Linked DNA regions of Mus musculus: region 1 is linked to region 2. A link is a contact called in public promoter capture Hi-C data. All regions are on one chromosome and are shown on one strand. The core of a region is the stretch at or near the end of the contact, and the rest is flanking DNA. Distances in the headings are between cores, read along the strand shown. Region 1 holds the start of Astl (astacin-like metalloendopeptidase (M12 family)). Region 2 holds the start of Usp50 (ubiquitin specific peptidase 50).

The links. Promoter capture Hi-C pulls out the DNA fragments that hold promoters and counts their contacts.
Region 1: a promoter capture Hi-C map of erythroid cells shows a contact between it and region 2, with 2.0 times the contacts expected there. The contact joins the promoter of Astl here to the promoter of Usp50 in region 2. A contact is called at or near these places in 4 of 39 promoter capture datasets (cranial neural crest, erythroid cells, liver and 1 more).

Annotation. Positions count from the first base shown.
Region 1 is chr2:127,339,725-127,344,656 of GRCm38.p6, forward strand. It overlaps Astl (astacin-like metalloendopeptidase (M12 family)), which reads left to right and starts at 1,912. Exons shown (of 9, transcript NM_001291003.1): 1 at 1,912-2,027; 2 at 2,627-2,752; 3 at 4,230-4,291. The coding sequence starts at 1,973.
Region 2 is chr2:126,780,346-126,784,997 of GRCm38.p6, forward strand. It overlaps Usp50 (ubiquitin specific peptidase 50), which reads right to left and starts at 3,115. Exons shown (of 7, transcript NM_029163.3): 1 at 2,875-3,115; 2 at 43-225. The coding sequence starts at 2,942.

The DNA.
Region 1 (4,932 bases), core at 662-3,161, 560 kb after region 2:
CCCAGCTCAGGGTGGACACCTGCGTCCCAGAGTCATTAACCTTTCATTATCTTATACATAGCATGGCTGGTTGCTGGCGGTCCCATTAGACCTATTCCTTGCCCTTCTGTGTTTCTAACATCTTACCTGCCTAGCAAATGGCCTTTCTTTCTTTCCTCTCCTCCCTCTCTTCCTTCCTTTCCTTTTTTAAGACAGTCTTACTATGTGGCCTTGATTTGTCTGGAACTGAATATGTAGACCAAATTGACCTCAAACTCACAAGAGATCCACCTACCTTTGCCTCCCAAATACTGTGTATGAGATTTTCCACTAATGTGATGATAATGATTTTAGTAAGCACATTTAAGTAGTTAGGTCATTGTTTTAAATATATTTTTGAGATGGCCCCTCACTATGTAGCCCAGGCTAATTTTCAATCGGTTCTACGGGATTTCAGGTGTGAACCACCATGACAACTCATGTCGTCGTTTTCTTCTTCTTCTTCTTCTTCTTCTTCTTCTTCTTCTTCTTCTTCTTCTTCTTCTTCTTCTTCTTCTTCTTCTTCTTCTGTTTTTCAAGACAGGGTTTCTCTGTGTAGCCCTGGCTGTACTGGAACTCACTTTGTAGACCAAGCTGGCCTCAAACTCAGAAATCCTCCTGCCTCTGCCTCCCACATCCTGGGATTAAAGGGGTGCGCCACCACCCCTGGCATCTTCTTTTTTAATGGGAAAAAAATGGAGTGTTTAAGGTACTTGACAAGCTTTGACATATATAAGCACTGTGAAGGAATGAGTCTGCTGGTCAAGATAATTAGCATATCCATCGGATTCCTGGAAACCAGTCTAGATTCTGCTCAGGCATCAGCAGCATCTGCTTTTATTATAGCCCCTCTGTCTGGCTCTAGCTTCTACTTCTTGAGAGATGTTTGCCCCAGGCTCAGCAAGAATGCCAACAGGTCCTTGTGGAGCTCTGGCTTTCCTTTACTGAACATGGGGGTGGACTTGGTATGTTCCAGGCTGTCCATCCAGGCCGGGTCTCTGGATGGCAGGATGTAAAGGAAGAAAGTCTGGGAGCTTTGTATTTTGAATTAGTGAAATGGGAAGGGGCCCTGGCCGATCATGTCAGTGGGCAGTGGCATTGGAAGGACCACAGTCATATGAGCGTCTAAGAGTTCAAAAGTGTCCCCTCTGCAGTGGGGGGCGTCTCTGGGTGCTGATGATGCTGGTGTTCAGTGTGAAGTTTCTCAGAGTCTTGCAACCTGTGTACTTTCCTATATGGCTTCTGAAATAAAAGCTTATAGCTGGGCATAGTGACACATGCCTTTAATCCCAGCACTCAGGAGGTAGACACAGGCAGCAGGCAGATCTCTCTGAGTTTGAGGCCAGCCTGGTCTACATACTGAGTTCCAGGACAGCCAAAGCTACTTAATGAGACCCTTTCTCGTATAAATAGAGGAGGGGAGGGGGGAGGGGAGAGATTATACGGGTATGGTGACCACATAGGGAGAGGTGCCTTGAGTTTCCCAGCAGATTTTCTGGGTCTGAACCCTCCGGTAGTTGGTGGAACAGGAAAAGGAAAGCCCCCTTTTAGTGACTGGATCTCAATCCAAGTCATGAACTACATGAGGCTGCAATGCTTCTCTGCCCTCTGGTGGCAGGAGGGGGAATCTCAGGGAAGCTACCCTGCTCAAGGGTATCCTAAGGATTTGTTTTGTGTCCCCGGCCCACTTTTTACCCACTTCAGCCAAGATGGATGGGACTATGGTCCAGAAGGCTCAGGCTGGGGACAGGGGTAGAGTCCTCTGGTAAGACTGGGCAGGTCTTCAGGTGATAGTTGTTGGGAGGAACTGCAGGTGGAGGTGGTTGGGAGGCTGCAGGTGTGGGCTGGAGAAGCCCCTATTAAAGGGGGTGGATGGTAGAGTCCCTGAGTTAAGGAGGCCTTTCCCTGCCACATTTCTGTGTGTTGCTTGCCAAGAGGGCAGTGAGGACCCACCATGGGTATCATGGGAAGCCTGTGGCCTTGGATATTAACTATGCTCTCCTTGCTAGGTAAGCTGGCTCCAGTCTCTGGGACATTGGGAAGAGGCCAGAGGCTGCAGCTGTGGCTTAAGATAATCTTAACTTAGTTTCACAGCTCCAACATGGCGTTGTAGGGTTGTACCTATGAGTGAGCCCCTGGGAACCAAGGAGGAGGCCTCCTGATACTTGTAGGAGTAGAGAGGGCCCACCTAACAGCAGATTGCCAAGTGTCATACCATATACCTACTTGTTTTAAGGTAAGCCAGTTTCTAGCCTGGCTGGGGCAGCAGGCACTCAGCCTGAGTGGAGAGAAATGTTCAAGAGTAGGGTCTGAGGCCAGCCTTGATTCTGGTGCTGCCTGAAGATTTAAAGTCTACTGTGCCTCTTTTCTGCCTCATATTGGCTGCCCTAGCCTTTCTGAGCCAAGTGTTAGTCCCTTAAAGGGATCTCCTTCACTGAAGGCATCTAGGCCTTGTCACCAGGTATGATGAGTGAGATAGCCAGGCAGGCTTCAGGAATGCATCCTGGGTGGCCTCTCCTGGAAGGGGCTGGATTTTGCTGCCTGCTGTCCCGGCTCACAGTGGAGTCCCGGGGGCATCTATATGTCTGCACTTGTCTTCCTGAGCCAGGTTTGAGCATGGGAGCACCCTCAGCATCCAGATGTTCTGGAGTCTGCAGTACCAGTGTTCCAGAAGGCTTCACTCCTGAGGGAAGCCCGGTATTTCAGGACAAGGACATCCCCGCAATTAACCAAGGTGAGAACACGGGGCCACACTCCAAAGCCATGCTGAATGTGGACATGCGGAAAAGATTGAGAGGAAATGTCCCCATGCATGCAGGGAAATCAAGTTTCATGAGGAAATGCTTGTCTGTTTTTCTGTATTCTTTTGCTGGTTAATATTTTTTATATGAGATACTGTAAATGTCTTTAGAATGATCTGATAAGAGCACTGGTGTTCTCTCGGCTTGGGACTTGAGTAAAATCATCAGTCGATATTTGAGAGCATGTCAATCTCTCTGTAAGTAGCGGTGTGTAAGCGTGACCTGGCCAAGTGGGGTGGATTGTTAAGGAACAAAGAAGTCTGTGGCTCAGGGCATCTTTGTCTGGGGATCTCGGACATGAGGAACACAGACGCATTGGGCTGAAGTTGTTGGCAATGGAAATGAATTCAGATCTTGGCGTCATCATGGGCTGAAATGTTGGCAGAACAGCGGTAATCTTGCTTTAGTGTAGATGGTGACTACTGCTCCCTTCATTCTCTGGTTAGAAGCTCAGATGGACCCAGTCCTCGGTCAGTCATATGGCTTCCCTGGCACTCGCTCTCAAAGTCACAGACTTTCCCATGCTCGGGCTCACAGTAGTTGCTAACAGCTGTCCCTGCCTAGCTGATGTCTTGTTCGTAAACACCACCAGCTGCAGCTGTGAATGACAGCTCTGAGGGCTAAGGCCACACAACTATACCAGATCCTGGAGAATGAGTGGCCTTTTAGATTTCAGGATGCAACCTTGATCAGATAATCCTGAGGCGACCTCTCCTACCTAAGAGGACTCACAAGAGGGTGGGTCTAGTCTGTGCCACCATCCGTAGTCAGAAGTTACGATGGGGATCCGGCAGTGCTCCTGTAGTCACTCCTCTCAAGCTTTCTGTGGCTTCCTTCACTGCCTCATGGGTCCCAAGATTTCTCTTCCCAGCAGTCAGCTGCAGGAGGCTCCCTGACAGGAAGATGAGAAACCAAAGCAGACTGAGACAAGAAGTATTCACCAACCTCAACTCCCTTCTGTGGTTGTGACTTGCAATTTCAGCTCCTAGCTACCTCAGATTATGGATAATAGAAACTAGGTGGTGGGTGGGAGCAAGGTAAGGCAGGAGAGACCAGGACATGTTCTGGGGAGTGTGGCTTGGGCTGGAGGGAGCCTGGATAGAAGAAGGACCTGCATCCGGAGAGCAGGGGGCCTGGAGTTGGGGTTGGCTCACACATGCTGAGGGAGTCATGGACTGCATTTAACCAGGGGAAGGATGAGAACAGGCCGAGAACCTCACACACACACACATTTGCAGGCTAGGACCCAGCAGGGGCTGCTGTACTTCCCCAAAGCCACACAGCCTTGGTGCTCACAGAAGTTTAGTCTCCAAGTAGAAGATATAGACACTGGCATTGCTGAGTCCATCCCAGCCTGTGTTCTGGAAGTCAAGGCTCACATACATCCCTCCTTCTTCCTTTCCCTCCCAGGGCTCATCTCAGAGGAGACCCCAGAAAGCAGCTTCCTGGTAGAAGGGGACATTATCCGGCCAGTGAGTACACACATGGGGTGTGAGCATCTTCAAGGCTATGACAGCGCTCAAAACCCTCTTCTAGCTGTCATGAGTGCTTGACAGTTGGGGGTCTATCTTTGGTTTGTATGGCTGGTTAGGTACCACTTTCAAGGTCATGAATATGATAATGATGACAGCTGAAATGACTACTCAGTCTGCTCAAGAGGGCTTCCTGGAAGAGGAAATTCAAACTCTGACTCCTCTTGTCACCTTGCCCAGGGAGAGTGCTTAGGAAGCACAAGGCTTGAGACATGGTGGTACAGGTCTTTAATCCCAGCACTTGGGAGGCAGAGGCAGGCGGATCTCCGAGTTTGAGGCCTCCTGGTCTATATAATGAGTTCCAGGACAGCCAGGGCTACACAGAGAAACCGTATCTTGAAAACCAGAAAAACAAAAACAGAGACATGAGCCCAGATTGACTTGTGTATGTGTGTGAGACCTGGGTGGCTGTCAAGATCCCCCTTAGGGAAACCAGAATAAGAAGTAACGTGGAGAGACCATCTTGCCTGTGGCTGGAGGGCTGAGTCGGAAGGGAGGAGGCTGGTAGGAATGGAAATGACTTATTTCAGAGAGAAGACACACTGTTCAGGAGAGGTAGTGCCATCATAGGTGGCAGAGGG
Region 2 (4,652 bases), core at 1,865-4,364:
GGGAGCTGGGGTGGGGCAGACTCAGGGAAGACCTCCTCTTACTTCTTAAGAGCTGTGATGTACTTTCCGGACAGGAAGTACTCCACCAGTGGAGATACGCTGCAGAGGCATTGCAAGATGGCGTTCATGTAGCAGGTGTTGCCCAGGTTCCGCAGTCCCGTCACGCCCTGGAAGTGTGGCTGGGTCTTAGACTCCGGCAGGGAGTCATAGTCTGCACACTCCGCACTGTGTGGGCCACATGGAAGGAGAGTGTTTCCAGGGGAGAGCATGAGTGCTAGTGCCGCTCAGACCCTGGCAACCTCTGAAATAAAAGTGCTCTTTTGTGGCTGGGAGGCAAGGTCTGATAACCTAGGCCTTCTCTGAACTGACAAGTCTCTTGTTTCACACCTCAGTGACTGAAGTTAGAAGTCACCAGCCTGGCAAGAAGGGTTTTGTTCCTTTTGTTTTGTGGTAGGCCCTCCCCATGTGTCTCTGGCTGGCTCTGCACTGGCTACGTTGACCAGGCTGGGCTTGAACTCACAGAGATTCCCCCGGCCTCTGCCTCCTGGGTGCTGGGATTAAAGATGTGTAATTCTAGCCAGGGGGTGGTGGCGCACGCCTTTAATCCCAGCACTCGGGAGGCAGAGGCAGGCGGATTTCTGAGTTCAGATTTCTGAGTTCGAGGCCAGCCTGGTCTATAAAGAGAGTTCCAGGACAGCCAGGGCTCAGAAAAACCCTGTCTCGAAAACCCAAAACAAAACAAAAAAGGTGTGTACTTCTCTGATTGGCTAGGAAGGATTCTTAGTGGGTTTTTCTCTCAAACTCACTCTCTACCAAGGACAGAAGGAGTTTAACTTAGGCCCAGAACTCTGAATGACATAAATGTTTGAATGTCTGACATAAATAAAAGTTTCTTCCTAAAAAGAGAGTAAAGAGATAGAGTAAACCTGCCGTCCAGGTCTCAGGGTGGCTTGGCTAAACATCCAAACTCAGCTGTTAAAAAACCAAAGCCTTTCCTGCTTTAACAGTAACATCATAGACATTTTGTACTTAGTCTGACTATATTAAACATTTAATATACATTCCCCATTAAATATTTGCAACAGCTCTTCTGGGTAGAAACAGTCCTTCTAAAATCCCATTTACAGGTGGACTAACCAGCTTATGTGAGTGAGTCATTTGCCCACAGTAGTATACCAAGGGCAAGCACATAGTGATGCAGGAGAAATGAAGGCATTTACCTACCTTACCTGGCCATTAAATTATATGGAATTACAGCATATGCTGAGAATGAATATAACTCTATAGGTGACATATGGAGAACATAATACAGTGTTGGAGCTGTGGCTCAGTGGGTAAGAACACTGACTATGGATTCAAAGGACCCCAGTTCAAATCCCAGCAAGTGCTTTATGGGGCCGTTAAAGGGTTGTAACTTTGAGCCTTTGTAGCTTCTTTTGGTGTCTGGAGACAGCTATAGTGAGCATGATACATACACATAGTAGGAACATATACATTCATATGTTAAGGGCACAGGTATGTATATATGCATACATATGTGTGCATACATGCACATTGCTACGCTAATAACTGATTATATATATTTATGATTAGGGTTCTTATGTTTGCTCATTTATAACACAGAAACATTCAGCATGAGAAAGTGTCCTTGGCCTGTGTGAGGCACTGGCTTTGGCCTCAAGCTCCTGATCCCCCAGCAAAACAAGGAACACTACCTCTTCCTGGCAGGGTTACTGCGAGGGCCATGCAGGTGCCATGCAAGGTGCTTAGCTTAGATCACATAATAAATGATATCTTTTAAAAGAATACAACATAGCCAGTTATTGGTGGTGCAAACCTTTGATCCTAGCGTTCAGGAGGCAGCAGCAGGGGGGATCTCTGAGTCTGAGGCTAACCTGGTGTACAGAGTGGGTTCTAGAACGAATAGCTAAGGCTACACAGAGAAACCCTGTGTCCAAAAAAAGACAAGTGTATATTTATACACACACACACATATGTATATATACTTATATACACATACACATGTGTGTATATATGTCTATGTGTGTATGTATATATGTATATATACATCTATGTACCTGTATAGTATGTATACACGTATATTTACATGTATACACACATATATACATATATATGTATACACACATATACAGATATACGTGCATACACACACACACACACACACACACACACACACAGCTTGGGTTCTGAAGAGATGGCTCAGCAGTTAAGAGCATTTCTGCTGTTCTTTCAGAAGATCCTGGCTCACTTCCCAGCAACCACATGGCAGCTCACAACCATTTGTGTCTCCAGTTCCAAGGGATCTAATGCCCTCTTCTGGCCTCCAAGAGCACTGCTTTGGTGTGCTTAAATTGTCAGCAAAGCATTCATATACATAAAATAAAATCTTTAAAAGAATAAATGACTTAATGTGGAGAGACGGGACTGGAGCATCTGCCCAGCATGCAGAGATGGGAAATACTGCAGGCTCCAGGAGGCCTCCTTGATCTGCACAGCTCCCTCTTATCTGACCGATTCAGTAGGGCCGCTCACCACCTTTGTCCTTTATTACCTTTCTTCCCACAGACTGAATCTGAAATCCAGGCCCCACCGCTCAGCGGCCTCACTCAGTGCCTCTGCTCAGTTTCACCCATCTGAAAAGTGTGCCATTCTCACTTTTACTCAGTGATGTCACGGAGGCCCTGAGCTGACTGATCAGGGAGTACATGTATGTTATCTCTTCTGGGTCCTTCATGGGTCAAATCTGGCAGAGCCCTCCCAAATGCAACAGGTGCCATGCCCCCTCTAGGTAAGCCCTCCCCCAGCCCCCCACTCCTGAGGTTATCTATAAAGGCACAGGACATAGAGGCTCACAGGTTGTAGTAGGCACCGAAGTCGTCTGCAGGGACCGGCCGATGAGACGCCATGTCAATGAAGCACATCAGGCTTTCACTTCTACTCACGAGCTACCTTTGATCCTTTTAACTTCATTTCTCCAGGACTGCTCCCTGGCTTGTTTTTGGTTTTGAACCGTTTGAATGCCCCCCTCCCCCCTTTGTGTTGTTGCTGTCTGATTTCACTTGACTCAGGCCCAGTTCTTCTTGGATCCTCCCCTGCATCACAATTGTCACCCTTCATACCAAGGTTCTAACGTGTTGTCAAGGGATACCATTATTTGTTTGTTTGAAATGCTTCTGAAAGATCAACTTTCTGAGAACGAATTGTCCACATCACAGCTCTCCCTCTATTTCTGGGTTTCTCACACACAAGCACACAGAGATGTTCACCCTCTGGATTTGGGGACAGTGTGTGGCAACACTGCTCCCATGAACCCTAGAGGGACATCTCTTCCCCTATGGAGGAGGTAGTGAGATTTTTCTCATCCCGATGCATACACAGTGAGGTCACCAGAATTGTTTATTCTTGGGATGGAGACACAGCTGGATATGGGCACATACCCATAGTACACAGGCTGTTAGGGTTTTACTGCTGTGGACAGACACCATGACCAAGGCAACTCTTCTAAGGACAACATTTAAATGGGGCTGGCTTACAGTTTTAGAGGTTCAGTCCATTATCATCAAGGTGGAGAACAAGGGCATGTCCTGGCAGACATGGTGCAGGAGGAGCTGAGAGTTCTATATCTTCATCTGAAGGACACTAGAAGACTGGCTCCCATGTAGTTAGGAGAAAAGAATCATTGCCCACCCCCACAATGACACATTTCCTCCAACAAGGCCACACCTCCTAATAGGCCAAGCATATTTAAACCACCACACAGGCTTATTATAGGATTTACAAGCTGTGGCCTCTGGGGCACACATGGTTTTCTGAACTCAGACTTTTCCACTGGAGGAAAAGGATGGCATCCTCAGTTCTAACTAAAAGCATGGGGCTGTGACCTGGGAAAGCACCCGTGCTGGGGCCTTGCCTCTGGAGTGCCTAGTTGCTGCTGGCCTGCTCTCTGAGCAGATCTACTGGGTCAGCCAAGCACCAGCAGAGAGCAGGCAGAGAGCCCTTAGGATCAGTTTATCCCAGGTAGGGTACTGAAGACAGGCTGAAGGAAAAATACTCTCAAAGTCCAACTTCATAGAGCAATGAGTTTCAGTGGGGTCAGTTAGGGCATATGGGTGGAGAGATCAGGAGCAAATAGGACTCAGCTGTGTCACCGAAGACCCCAGTATGAGTGACAGCTCATGAAAGCTGGGCTCCAGGAGCACACACAGCCTGCAGGCACTCAACAGATTGCAGTGTCCTTTCTAGGCCTTTTAGTCGTAAGCCACACACTGCAACACACACCACATGACATCGATCTCTCTCACACACTATGCCAAACCACCCGGCAACACACACAATGACTAAGAAATATACATTAGATCCATAATGATGCCCCTCTGTGTATGTGCATATATGTATTGAGAATCAGAATTCACACCAATAGTCACAACCTTTCTAGATTTATTTTCCCTTCCTATACAATCTAACTCTAACTGGGAGACACCTAGCTTCTGACAGCCCTAGCATAGCTCCTGTCTCATCAGTCCTCAATGCTGTGTTCCCACTGCCTAGCACGTGACATTCCTGCCTCATCTGCACACCAGGGCACCACTGCCCACAGCTCATACAGCTCACACTAAAGTAAGAGGGCTGCT